Linked DNA regions of Mus musculus: region 1 is linked to region 2. The links are chromatin contacts, called in public HiChIP or PLAC-seq maps. All regions are on one chromosome and are shown on one strand. The core of a region is the stretch at or near the end of the contact, and the rest is flanking DNA. Distances in the headings are between cores, read along the strand shown.

Evidence for each region. HiChIP or PLAC-seq counts read pairs in DNA pulled down with a chosen protein or histone mark.
Region 1: an H3K27ac HiChIP or PLAC-seq map of extraembryonic endoderm stem cells shows a contact between it and region 2. The contact joins the promoter of Vill here to the promoter of Plcd1 in region 2. A contact is called at or near these places in 4 of 39 promoter capture datasets (embryonic stem cells, hippocampal neurons, pre-B cells and 1 more), 5 of 484 Hi-C or Micro-C datasets (Sertoli cells, differentiating embryonic stem cells, embryonic stem cells and 2 more), 5 of 115 datasets of contacts at active chromatin or transcription factors (embryonic stem cells, extraembryonic endoderm stem cells, pancreatic cancer cells and 1 more) and 2 of 9 other capture datasets (adipose tissue and pancreatic islet).

Annotation. Positions count from the first base shown.
Region 1 is chr9:119,049,648-119,055,108 of GRCm38.p6, reverse strand. Vill (villin-like) reads right to left here and starts at 2,331. Exons shown (of 20, transcript NM_001164567.1): 1 at 2,281-2,331.
Region 2 is chr9:119,090,196-119,095,805 of GRCm38.p6, reverse strand. It overlaps Plcd1 (phospholipase C, delta 1), which reads left to right and starts at 2,304. Exons shown (of 15, transcript NM_019676.3): 1 at 2,304-2,448. The coding sequence starts at 2,415.

The DNA of each region.
Region 1 (5,461 bases), core at 1,082-3,581, 41 kb after region 2:
TTGTCCCTAGACAGGGACAGGCACCATAAGCAGACAAAGCTTTGCAGACGCCTAGACAGGGGTGCTGTCTGCTCTGCAGCCAGGACAGGCTGTGCTAGCGCGTCAGCACCTGGAATAAAAGCAAATCTCATACAGTGGGCAGTGGGGGCAGGGGCACTGTTGAGAGATCTAGATTGAAAACTGGAACCTGCTCCACGGGTGCTACAAACAAGACAAAAGCTCTGTCAACTCAGGACAGAGACTGCATAGGACTGTGACGGATTCTGCAGCAGGCGACAGACTCAGGTGACCTGAGAAGGTTGGGTCAATGAATCATAGGCCTTCCTGATCCAGCCTTGAAAGATGGCTGAACTCTATACACAGGCTCTGCAAATTCCTTGCTCTGAAAATCTGAGTGTGGGGATGGGGTGCAGGGGGTGTGGGGTCAGGGTGCAGGGGGGTTGTAGGGGTGGGGTACAGGGGGCTGTGGGGTCAGGGTGCAGGGGGACTGTAGGGATGGGGTGCAGGGAGCCACGGGGATGGGACGGGGTTCATTCTGTTATCACTATCTGTTATCTCTTCACTGTCCAGCCCTTTGGAAACCGCAAGCAGCCACGAGTTGGATGGGTGTGTAGTTGAAGTATTTTGTTTTTCCTCAATGCAACTTCCCACATCTAACTGAAGTCCTGGCAGCTCGCTAAGCAGACACAGTCACTGGGTTCTGAGTCTCCTGAGTGGGTGGCCCTGGTGCAGCAGTGACTGACTTCCTTTCTCTTAATTTGAACATCCAGCTCTGCTCTACCATAGCAAGAACACCCTCAGACCCGCTGCCCCATGTGACCGTGAGAGGACTTGGCGAGGTAAGAGTTACAGAGCCACAGGTGCCTGAATTCTTTACTCCTTTGTTTAGGGCCCCTGAGGGCTAGGCTCAGGACAAGGTGGCCTGGAAAGAGGGTGTGGCCGGGGGACTGTCCACACTGAGTCACAGCAGAGGAGGCTGTGGGCTGGGCATGTCATGGGAGAGCCTGTGTGCTGTTAGCATGGCTCTCCCGACATGGAACAGAAGGAGTCCATAGATAGTTGTTGATTGACCAAGGGAGTCACCAGGCGTGCCAGCAGCACCTCTAGTTGAGGTCATTGTGTGACAATGACATATATGATGGATGGGCACAGTGGTCACACAATGGTCCTTTCCAGCAACGGAGAACATGGCACACCATGGTGGGTATAGTGACTTGCAACAGGACCCTTCAGCAAGGACAGAGTCTATACATCAAACCAGCTACAGGAAAATGATTAGGGACCCAGACAGACAGAGACCCGAGGCACAGAGCCAGAAGGTAGTGGCCAGGTAGCTCTAAGGGCCACAGTGGAGTGGGAAGGACACCGTCCAACTTCGGGGCCACAGAGAAGAGGAGGGCATATTGGCAGCTGGAAGCAGTGTCTAACCTGGCTTCTCAGAGAGGGGCAGCAGTGGCCCAGGGGTGGCTGGGAAGGAGCCCCAAAACCCACAGCCTGGAGAGTCAGACTGGAGCTGAGCCCCCATCCCTCTTGCTAGAGGAGGCAAGAGAACTTTAAAGCACGGGGTGTCTTTACTCCTCTTACACTTTGTGTTCCCTCCCCTCCCGCTAGAGGTTTCTTCTCTTCCCACGGAGTCACCCGTGGCTCACGAGAGCCCCAGCCCATGTGTGTCCCCTTTTACCAGTACATCCCCCATGGGGACCCCATCTCCCCCACCCCCTGCCCTCCTAGAAGCCCTCTCATTTCCCAGGGTGAAGTTCCTTTCTCTCCGACACTGGCTTTCTCTCTGCCCCTCTCCGCAGGGGCTCTAACCCACTGTGTGTGTGTGTGTGGGGGGGAGGGGGTCCCAGTCTCCTTGGCGGCCAGGCCGCTTGTCTTGTCGTTTGTCGCCTTCCTTCAGGTGACCCTTCTCCCTTCCAGCCGACCCCTCCTCCTGAACAAGGTGTACTTGAGGGTAGACCTCGAGATTCCTTTGCTTAACTTCCAGGAAGGGAGGGCATAGCCTGCTGGAGGGTCGTGAGTCAGGCGAACTGACTCTGGGGGGTGACAGAGAGCCCACCCACGCAAAACCCGCCGCTTCTTCCTCTCACGCTGGCTTGCCACAGTGGTCCTCCTCCACCCACGCGCAGATAGCCAAGCGTTCTCACCGTGGGGCTGCCCTCAATCCTACCAGCCTTCAGCCGCTGTATGATCCCCGAGCCCTAGAACGCCATGCCTTCCCTCTGCGTTCCCAGCAACCCCTCTACCGGGTCCCCCACCCCCACCCCAGTCCAGGCCTACCTTCTGGGAACTGCCTCTGCACCTTCCTTCACTCAGCCTGTGGGCAACACTAGGCCCCTCCCTCCGAACTGTAACTCAATCCCAGCTCCCGCCTTGCAGGACACACCCCGTGCTCTGTGCAGCATGGACAGGGAGGGCATTCAGAGTTAGTCAGTCAATAAATATTGACCAAGCCGTCTGGGAGCCAGCCCCCTTCCCGTGGCCTGGTAGATTACTTCTTCGGTACCAGTGGGCAGAGAAGGCTAGGGGTGGAGGCCTGATCAAGGCTGAGGTGGACTGTGGAATACACCGATTTCTCATTGGGGAGCTCAAGTGGGCAACCGCCCCCCTACCCCCGCGGGTTGGGCTCCTTTTGGATCTAGAGGTTCAGACCACCATAGTGAGTCAAGTGATATGAAGGTCATTTTAGGAGGTGGAGGAAACGCCCGGGGCTGCCTCCCAGAATTTCTGACCCCGACCTCCCATCTCGGGCTGGCTGCCCAGCACAGAGGTCCCCAGGGAGCCTGATATCCATCGTGGGAGAGGCCGGTGGAGTCTACAGCAAGGAGATCCCTTCCACACCCTGGCTGCCCCTCTGTTACTCCTGATTGTGGGATAGGAGGACGCTGGAAATAGAACCTTCCAGAAATGCCTGGGACACAACTTTCCTTTACCTCCTGCCTGTCACAGCACAGATCTCAGTCACAGCCAGCGTCAGCCAGCACATGCCTTCCCTTCAACCCCACTAGATCCTGCCTGCAGACAGTATGCAAGACCTCTCTCTGCAGCGGATTCTTCACTTACAAAGTCTCATGGCTCAGGACTAGACACTCCAGAAACTCTGGGCCAGCCTGTGCCCAGTGGTCAGTGTGTGTATGTGTTTTATTTTGCTTTGTTTTGGTCAGACAGTGTCATACTGTATAGCCCAAGCTGTCCTGAAACTCACAGTCCTCCTGCCTCAGCCTCCTGAGGGTTGGGATAGACAGATGGACATATGCAAGAGACACGGTTGTGGGTTAGCTGTGTGTAAAGGAAGCCTGTGTCACGAGGAACTTGGCTAGTCCTGTGTCTGGCTCACAGTAGAGAGTGTTGGGCTTCCTCTGTGCTCTCAGTCACCTGTCCCCTGTCCCCATGTCCCGTGTCACCATCCCCTTTCCCCTTTCCCAATCTGCTGGACTCTCACTTCTGTGTGGCCAGTGTTGGCTGGTTCCGGTAACACCTTCCCCTTCTTCTCTCTCCATCTGTCTCTTCTGGGGTCTCTAAGGGTCAGCGTGTACACAGCCCAGACCTCAGTCCCTCTCCATTGTCCACTTTACTTGCAAGTTCCAGGCCCAAGGGTGAAAGACCCCTGGTTTCCCAGCCTCTTCCCCTCTCTCATCCCCCGACCCCCCACCTAAACATGGTCTTCTCCCTGGACTGGGTAGTCACATTGCTTCCTGCATACTGCCCTGCTCTGGGAGCCAGCTTCAGCCAGTTGGTGGCATGAGTCACCCTCTGTCTTGGCCTCCCTGGTCCTGCATCTTCCTTCTCACAGCCGCCAGAGGGACTTGGATTACATTTTTGTTGTTCTTGGATTTATTTATTTATTATTCTGTGTGTGTGTGTGTGTGTGTGTGTGTGTGTGTGTGTGTGTGAGAGAGAGAGAGAGAGAGAGAGAGAGAGAGAGAGAGAGAGAACTTTCACAGAAGTCATGGGGTGTGTGGAGTATGGAGGCCATGTGGAGTATGGAGGCCAGAGGGTCACTTGTGGGCTGGTTTCCTCCTTCCACTATGTAGGTCCCAGTGGATTTAACTCAAGTTATGAACTCCTTGAACAGCTGAGGATGACCACAAACTACTTAATGATTATCCTCCTCCAATACTGTGATCACAGTTTACCTTCAGGCCTGGTTCGTTCCCCTCCCTCTCTCCCTCCTCCCCGCTCTCTCCCTCCTTCCCCCTCCCTCCCGCCCTCCTTTTTTCCTTTGAGACAAGGTCTCTCTATATGTAGCCCAGGTTAGCCTCATACTTGTGGCAATCCTCCTGCTTCAGCTTCAGAATGCTGTGATTATAGGAGTGTGCTAGCATTTCCTCCTCCAGGGCCCCACTCATAGTTTTACAACTCATGGTAAGATACGGCCATGCCTTGATATCTGTAAGAAGACTAATTCTGTTCCCCCACGGATATAAGAATGGAAGGCTGCTTAAGCCCGTCACACAAGATGATGAGCTAGTGCTTACACATGGCTCCCTCAGCCTTCCCTACATTCTCAGTCATATCTAGGCCACTTACTGAAGACAGAGTAATGCTGTACACAGTTGTCACACCCAGGGGACAGACAAGGAAAGCAGTCTAACCAAGTTTAGTAATCATAACTTTCTCTCCAGTGGCTTTATTGAAGTTAATCAAATCCACGGCTGTGGAACCTGCAGATAGAGAGAGACAACTGAATACTTCAAGTCTGTCGCTCTCCTGGATCCCGTGGGTGTGGCGGTGGGCTGGAAAGGAGTTAGGCAGATGAGCAGGGGCCGACCATCATCAAAATACATTGTGTCCTTGTTTGGAATCTTAAAGTGCATATATCACATTAAAGTAATAAGCCAGGCAGTGGTGTAGCACACCTTTAATCCTAGCAACCAGGAGGCAGAGGTAGGTGAATCTCTGTGAGTTTGAGGCCAGCCTGGACGACAAAGTGAGTTCTAGGACAGCCAGGGCTATATCTTGGGGAAAAACAAAACAAAACAGAACAAACCAACTCCATCTTGGGGAAAAACAAAACAAAACAGAACAAACCAACTCCATCTTGGGAAAAAACAAAACAAAACAGAACAAACAAACAAAAAAAATCCAAACCAAAACTGGAACTTGCTTTGTAGAAAATTCTTATTATTTTTATTAATTAAAACTAAAAACCATCCTAGGGCTAGGCATAGAGGCGCCTACCTACAATCACAGCACCTCGAGGTAGAGGCAGGAAGATTGCAAGGTCCAGCCAGTGTGGGCTACAGAGTGGGCTCCACTTTCAGAAAACAAAACAAAACAAAAATATTTACCCTGACAGTTTTTCGTTGTTTTGCTTTTTGAGACAGAGTCTTACTGTGTTGACTAGGCTGGCCTCCCACTCACAGAGATCCCACAACCTCTGCCTCCTGCTTGCTGGGACTAAAAGTGTGCATCACCCTACATCTTTAAGTGTACAACTCTGTGGCACAGGGACACTGTC
Region 2 (5,610 bases), core at 1,055-3,554:
TACAGAGATGTATTAGATAGGCCACCGAGAGAATGGCTGTGGGCAGGTGAACTCTAGCTCAGAACCCTAGGCAGGCAGTATCAGTGCCACACTCTCAACATCTTCAGTTTACCCCAGAGCAGACAGTCGTTCCTGGTTAGAGAGAAGCAAAGTGACTTGCTCAGATTCTCACACCAGGAAATTGTAGAGGCAAGACTTAACACAACCCCTTCACCCTGATGCTCCGGCACTTGGGTTCTAAAAGACAGGGAGAGCACTGAATAAACTTCACTGGCCTCACCCACCTGGGCTGGTCTTGGTTTGAGTTTCATGGGGGAGGGGCTGAGCAAGACAAGCCCTGGAGCCTGACCATCCTGAAATTTAGCATTCTTGTGCTGATAGCGCGCACACATGTCCACGCTGTCCTCGGAGTGAGGGATAGCGTGGGGGCCAAGGGAACTGACTCTAACAGAACTAGTACTGGCTGGAATACTAGACCTCTCTCACCTGCCCACAGTCACCAGCCCCTTCCCACACACCCACCTTTGCACAGACACTTGAGACTGGGGCAGCCAGGGGTTGGGGGTGGGACAATACCTGGAACTCTGCCCATAGAGGACAGGTCTCAGGTCTCAGGCTCCAAAGAAAGCCTACCACCGAGGCCCTTTGAGCAGTCAGGGTCTCAGGAGAGTTTGCAAAGGTTCTGAGTAGAGTATATGTGGCACCCGGGCAGGACTAGGCCCACACCGCTGCCCCTGGAAGGCTTCCCCCACCAGATTCCACAACCATCCTAGGCACACTACTTAAACCTAGCTGCACAGAGCAGAGGGCCTCCCACCCCGTGAGAGAGGGAGAAGAAAGAGGATGGGAAGAGTGTCATGGTGCAGGTCAGCACTTGAGCATGACGTTCTTTGTTTCTGCAGAACCTGGCTGCTTGGGACAGCTTTGAGTCAGCATGCCTCCCCAAGTCTGCCTGGCAACCCCAGGCCAGGGAGGGGACATGAGTGAGCTGCAATGCGTGCAACAGAAGCTACATATGTGTCTGTGAGCTTGGAGTACTCAGGAGCAGAGCGTTCTATAAACCCGGCCATGGTCTTTTGTGGTAGAGGGAGAGGCCCTAGTGGTGGGTAATGCCCTGGCTTGGAGCCCAGGACTCGGAGACGGAGATGACAAGAAGAAATGACTCTGGAGATGAAGCCGTGCCAACTGCTGGTGTCAGGAGTTCTTGGTCTCAGGTGTAGGAGAGGAGGCCTGACTCATGGATGCGAATACCTGCCAGGCTCCAGGACAGGACCGAGGGGGGAGGTTCCAAGGCTCAGGGAAGACCTGGAGAGTAGGGCTTTGGAGAAAGAGACGGAAGTCAGGGAAGGAATTTCTCAATTTGCCCCTTCCCAGGCTCTGTCTGCAATGGAGCCTTACTCATTCTTCATGCAGTACAGCGCCCAGCTTGTGGAAAGGAAACCTGGGGGGGGCCTTCCTAGGGCATCAAGACGGGGGTGGGGGTGGGGAGTGGGAGGCCTGAGTGCCAGCCCCACACTGTGGGGGTGCGGGTGGGGTGGGGTGTACATGAACGGCAAGTGATTCTCTAAAACCCAGCCTTAACACTCAGAATCGGGAGACAGCCCATGCTTCACAGGCCACGGAGGCCTGCTAATGCTAGGAGAGAAAGAGCTGAGGAGAGCCCGGCTAGACTCTTCCAGGCCAACTGCCTCCAGTATCGGGACCCTTGCCCAGGCAGCCTCACGGCAGGCCTCCGTCTTCTCCCCTCATTAGGGAGTGAGGGGCCTATACCTGCTTGCTGTTACCCCTACCTTAAGGAAAGCACCTTCAACACCCCCGGAAATGAGACGTCTCTCAGAGCTAAAGAGAGGGGCCCCTCTCTTGAAAAAAAAATCTAGATATTACTCTCCCCAAACGTGGCAATGTGGGCCCGTGCATGCACGCATTTCTTAGAAGACAGACCAGACTGCCTGGCTAATCAGCCGCTTTAGCAGTGATTCCTGTCCCCGCTAAGACCCGATTCTGATTCTTTCCCACATCACCCACAACCCCGGCGAGGCCAGGCGCCCACAGGCAGGGCGTGGGGCCGGCAGCTCGCCGTAATGACAGGGCCTGTGGGTGGTGGCGGTGGAGGAAGCAGGAGGGATCTGACTATTTCTGGCCCTGGCGCACCCAGCTGGCCCGAGCCCCGGCCAGGGTTGGCTAGTCTTCCCGGCCCCCAGCACCGCGTCCTTTCCAGGTCCCCTGGAGGGGGCGGGGAGAAGCGCCGGTTGGCGGGTCCGGGGGGCGGTACGGTGTTCTGGACCCACCCCCGGCCGCCTCCCATCTCAGTTCAGTTGGGTCCCTGCACCGGACTGCGCAAGGACCCCAGGCCGCTTGGTGATTTTGCTCAAGTGAATCACGCCGCGTCCCCTCCTCCGCGCGCCCCGACCGGCATGGACTCCGGTCGGGACTTCCTGACCTTGCACGGTGAGTGTCCCGAACGTAGGGGAGACCCTCGGGAAAGCCGAAATACACCCGGGCGGCAGGGATAACAGCTCCTTCGGCCGCATTTAAACCACCAGAGAGCCAACTCCTTGTCCCCTTGTGGGATCCCAGAAAAACCTCGGCCCGCGCTGGACACAACCTTGGGCGTTTCCAGACTTTCCCCCAAATCTGGCCCAAGAGATCGGGGAGCAATGCTGACATCTCTCGGGGATTTCCCCTTAGCCTGTTCATAAAAGGCTGGGCTCCTGGGTCCAGATGGCACCAAAGGGGTCAGGGAAGGAAAGGGACAGCATCCTTAGCCAAACTCTCGATTCAGAGGCTCCCCAAAACACGGGTGCGCCTGAAGCGAGTCAGGCCGCGCGGGTGTGGCGGATGAGGGTGTAAATGGGTGGGGCGAGGAGGAGGTGTGCAAGTTTGGCTGAAGTCGTTCTGGCAGCCTTCGCTCCCCAGAACAGAGAAAAGCGATGCCAGGGCTGGGAGGAGCAGCGCTGTCTTTTTGCTGACCCTCCTGGTCGGACTGGGCCAGATCTCAGTTAGAACCGCCTGGCAGCTTGGTCCTTTGTCCAGCCGGCTTTGTTTCTTCCCATCTGGGCTAGCTCTTCTCCCCATGCCTGTCCCTCTAGCAGAGAGGGAAAGCGCAGGCTCCTGGCTGCCTGTCTTAGAAGCGTCCAGGGAAGAGCAAGGAACTAAGTGGTATTTACGCACACTCTGTGGGAGGGGCTGTGGGGAGTCTTTCCTTCGTGTCTCCCCAGGTCATCTATTAGCTCAGCAATACCTGCTCCTCTCACATCGATCCACGGTTTCACAGTATTTTTCACTTAACTCGAGTATCCCTGAGATTGTAGGTTCTTGGTTTTTGTTTTTTAATTAAACAACGTGTACTTGTGCTGGAGGGGGTATGGGTGTATGGAGATCAGAGGACAACTTGCAGGAATCAGTTATCTCCTTCTATCTTGTGCGTTCTAGGATCAAACTCAGGTCACTGGGCTTGGCAGCAATTGCCTTTACCCACTAAGACGCCTTGCCTCCTGGGCTGTAGATTTTTGTGTTCACCTGTCCTCCGCTCCACTCCCCCTTGGATGTGTGCCCTGCAGGCAGCCCCCAACCTGTTTTGCATCAGTTGACCTGGACTTTATTGTTGTGGGGGCCCAGTAAGCTTGGGTTTCTAAAAGCCACCTTGTTGGGCTGTGTTCCTGCCCCTCCCACTGTTCCCTCATTCTCTCCAGAGGTCAGAGATGCCCCTACAGCTCCTGACTGGTGGGAACAGAGGGTGGCCGCTCTGAGGGTCACAGTGGAGAGGGGCGGGCTCTCCCCTGGCCGCCTCCCTCTGGCTGCCTCTGACCGCCATAGTGTCATGGAACCTGGGTCATGGAGCAGGCCTCAGTGTCTGTACCCTGGTCCCATTTCTTTCTTGGGTCAGCCCTGGTATCTCCCGTACCCAGGAAGACACAGAGCCTCAGTCTAATACAGCACAGGCTTGGCCAGCCTGGCCCATCCTGTTTGAGCCCAGCCTCCTGGAGTTGTGACTCAGTCCAGCCTTTCCTGCAGGACTGGAATGTACACTGTGGCCAAGCTGACGGACCTGTGGGCCCAGCGCTTCAAGCGTGGCATCCACCGTGACCTCCAGAAGCAGCTCCTGCCTACACTGCCAACCCGATGGGGAGGGGAGAGGGGTCAAGGAGGGTCTCTGTGGGAGGGCGTGGTCACTGTGGCTTGTACTTGTTAGCTGATGGGGAGTCTGCACTCCTCTCCACAGTGCAGGTCCCACAGCACTGGTCACTTTCTGACTTGGGCAGTTGGGGGTCTGCTGGAGAGGTGCCCTCAGTCCCCTCCATTAGCTGGAGACCTGTGGACTCACCAAGAGATGACACGTGGCTCTGTCCTTACTCATACAGAGGCGATGTTGGATAAAGACACATATTGTGCAGACAAACAGTAGAGTTCTCACTCTCCCCTGAATTCCTTGCAGAAGTCTCTCTCTCTCTCTCTCTCTCTCTCTCTCTCTCTCTCTCTCTCTCACACACACACACACACACACACACACACACACGCTCGTGTGCCCACAAGCTGGGAATTGTCTGGCAGAGTGGTTAGATGATGGGACAGAATCAAGGGCAAATGTAGCTGGATTTGTATGCACGGACCAAGGGGCTCTTTCTACCACTGAAGCCTGCTAATTGATACTATAGTTGCCATCTTCCCCTCCTACACCACCCCTCTCTATTTTAACTAAGCCTGGACTGGCATCCCCAGCAGGGCCCTGAAAAGACATTACTTCCCAGGACCTTTTCCTTCACTAAAGACAGTCACCACACTGACTTGCCCTGCACCTGGCCCACCTGCCCTATTGCCCGAGCCGGCAGTCTGTAAAAGGGACAGGGAGCCCCTAGAGCCACAGGCTCCAACTCTAGCTTTGCCATTTGCTGTGTAGCTGTGGCCTTTCTGAGCCCTTTTCTCATCCATGGGATTGCAATATATTTTTCCACAGAGGATGTTGCCAGGATAAAATACTAGTGGGGGCTGGGGACTTAACTTCAGCAAAGTAGCTCGGCGGGCACACATTCCTGGGTTTAGTCCGCAGCACCTTATAAGCCTGGCACAGTGGCACAAGATTACAATTTTAGCATTTGGAAGTTGGCAACCATTAGTTCAAGAAGTAGCAGCCCTCAGCGGCACAGGGTGTTGGAGGTCAGCCTAGGACACACAAGATCCTCTCTCAGACAAACAAAATCAATGGGCTTGGGAGTTCTAAGTCACTTCGGAAGCCAAGGACCCCAAGAAAAGTGAGCACAGAAAGTAGGGGTGGCCTGCCCCCCACTGATGGGAGTTATGCTTCAAAGCTATCTGCTTTGGGGGTTCTGGGCCCATGATACACACACATTGATCCAAGTTGTTAACTCTTTTGTGTCTCAGGCCACTCGAGGAGTAGGGACCTTCTCAGAACTGCATTCTGTTGTTGTGGGTCGTTTCCAGTTTGTTGTTGTTTGGAGGGTTTTATTTGTTTTGTTTTTGAAACAGGATCTCACGTTATACCCCAGACTGGCCTGTTCACTATGTGGCACAAGCTGACCTCAAACTCATCGCAATCCCCCTGCCTCACAATCCTGAGTACTACAATTACAGATGTGAGCCACCCTAACAAAC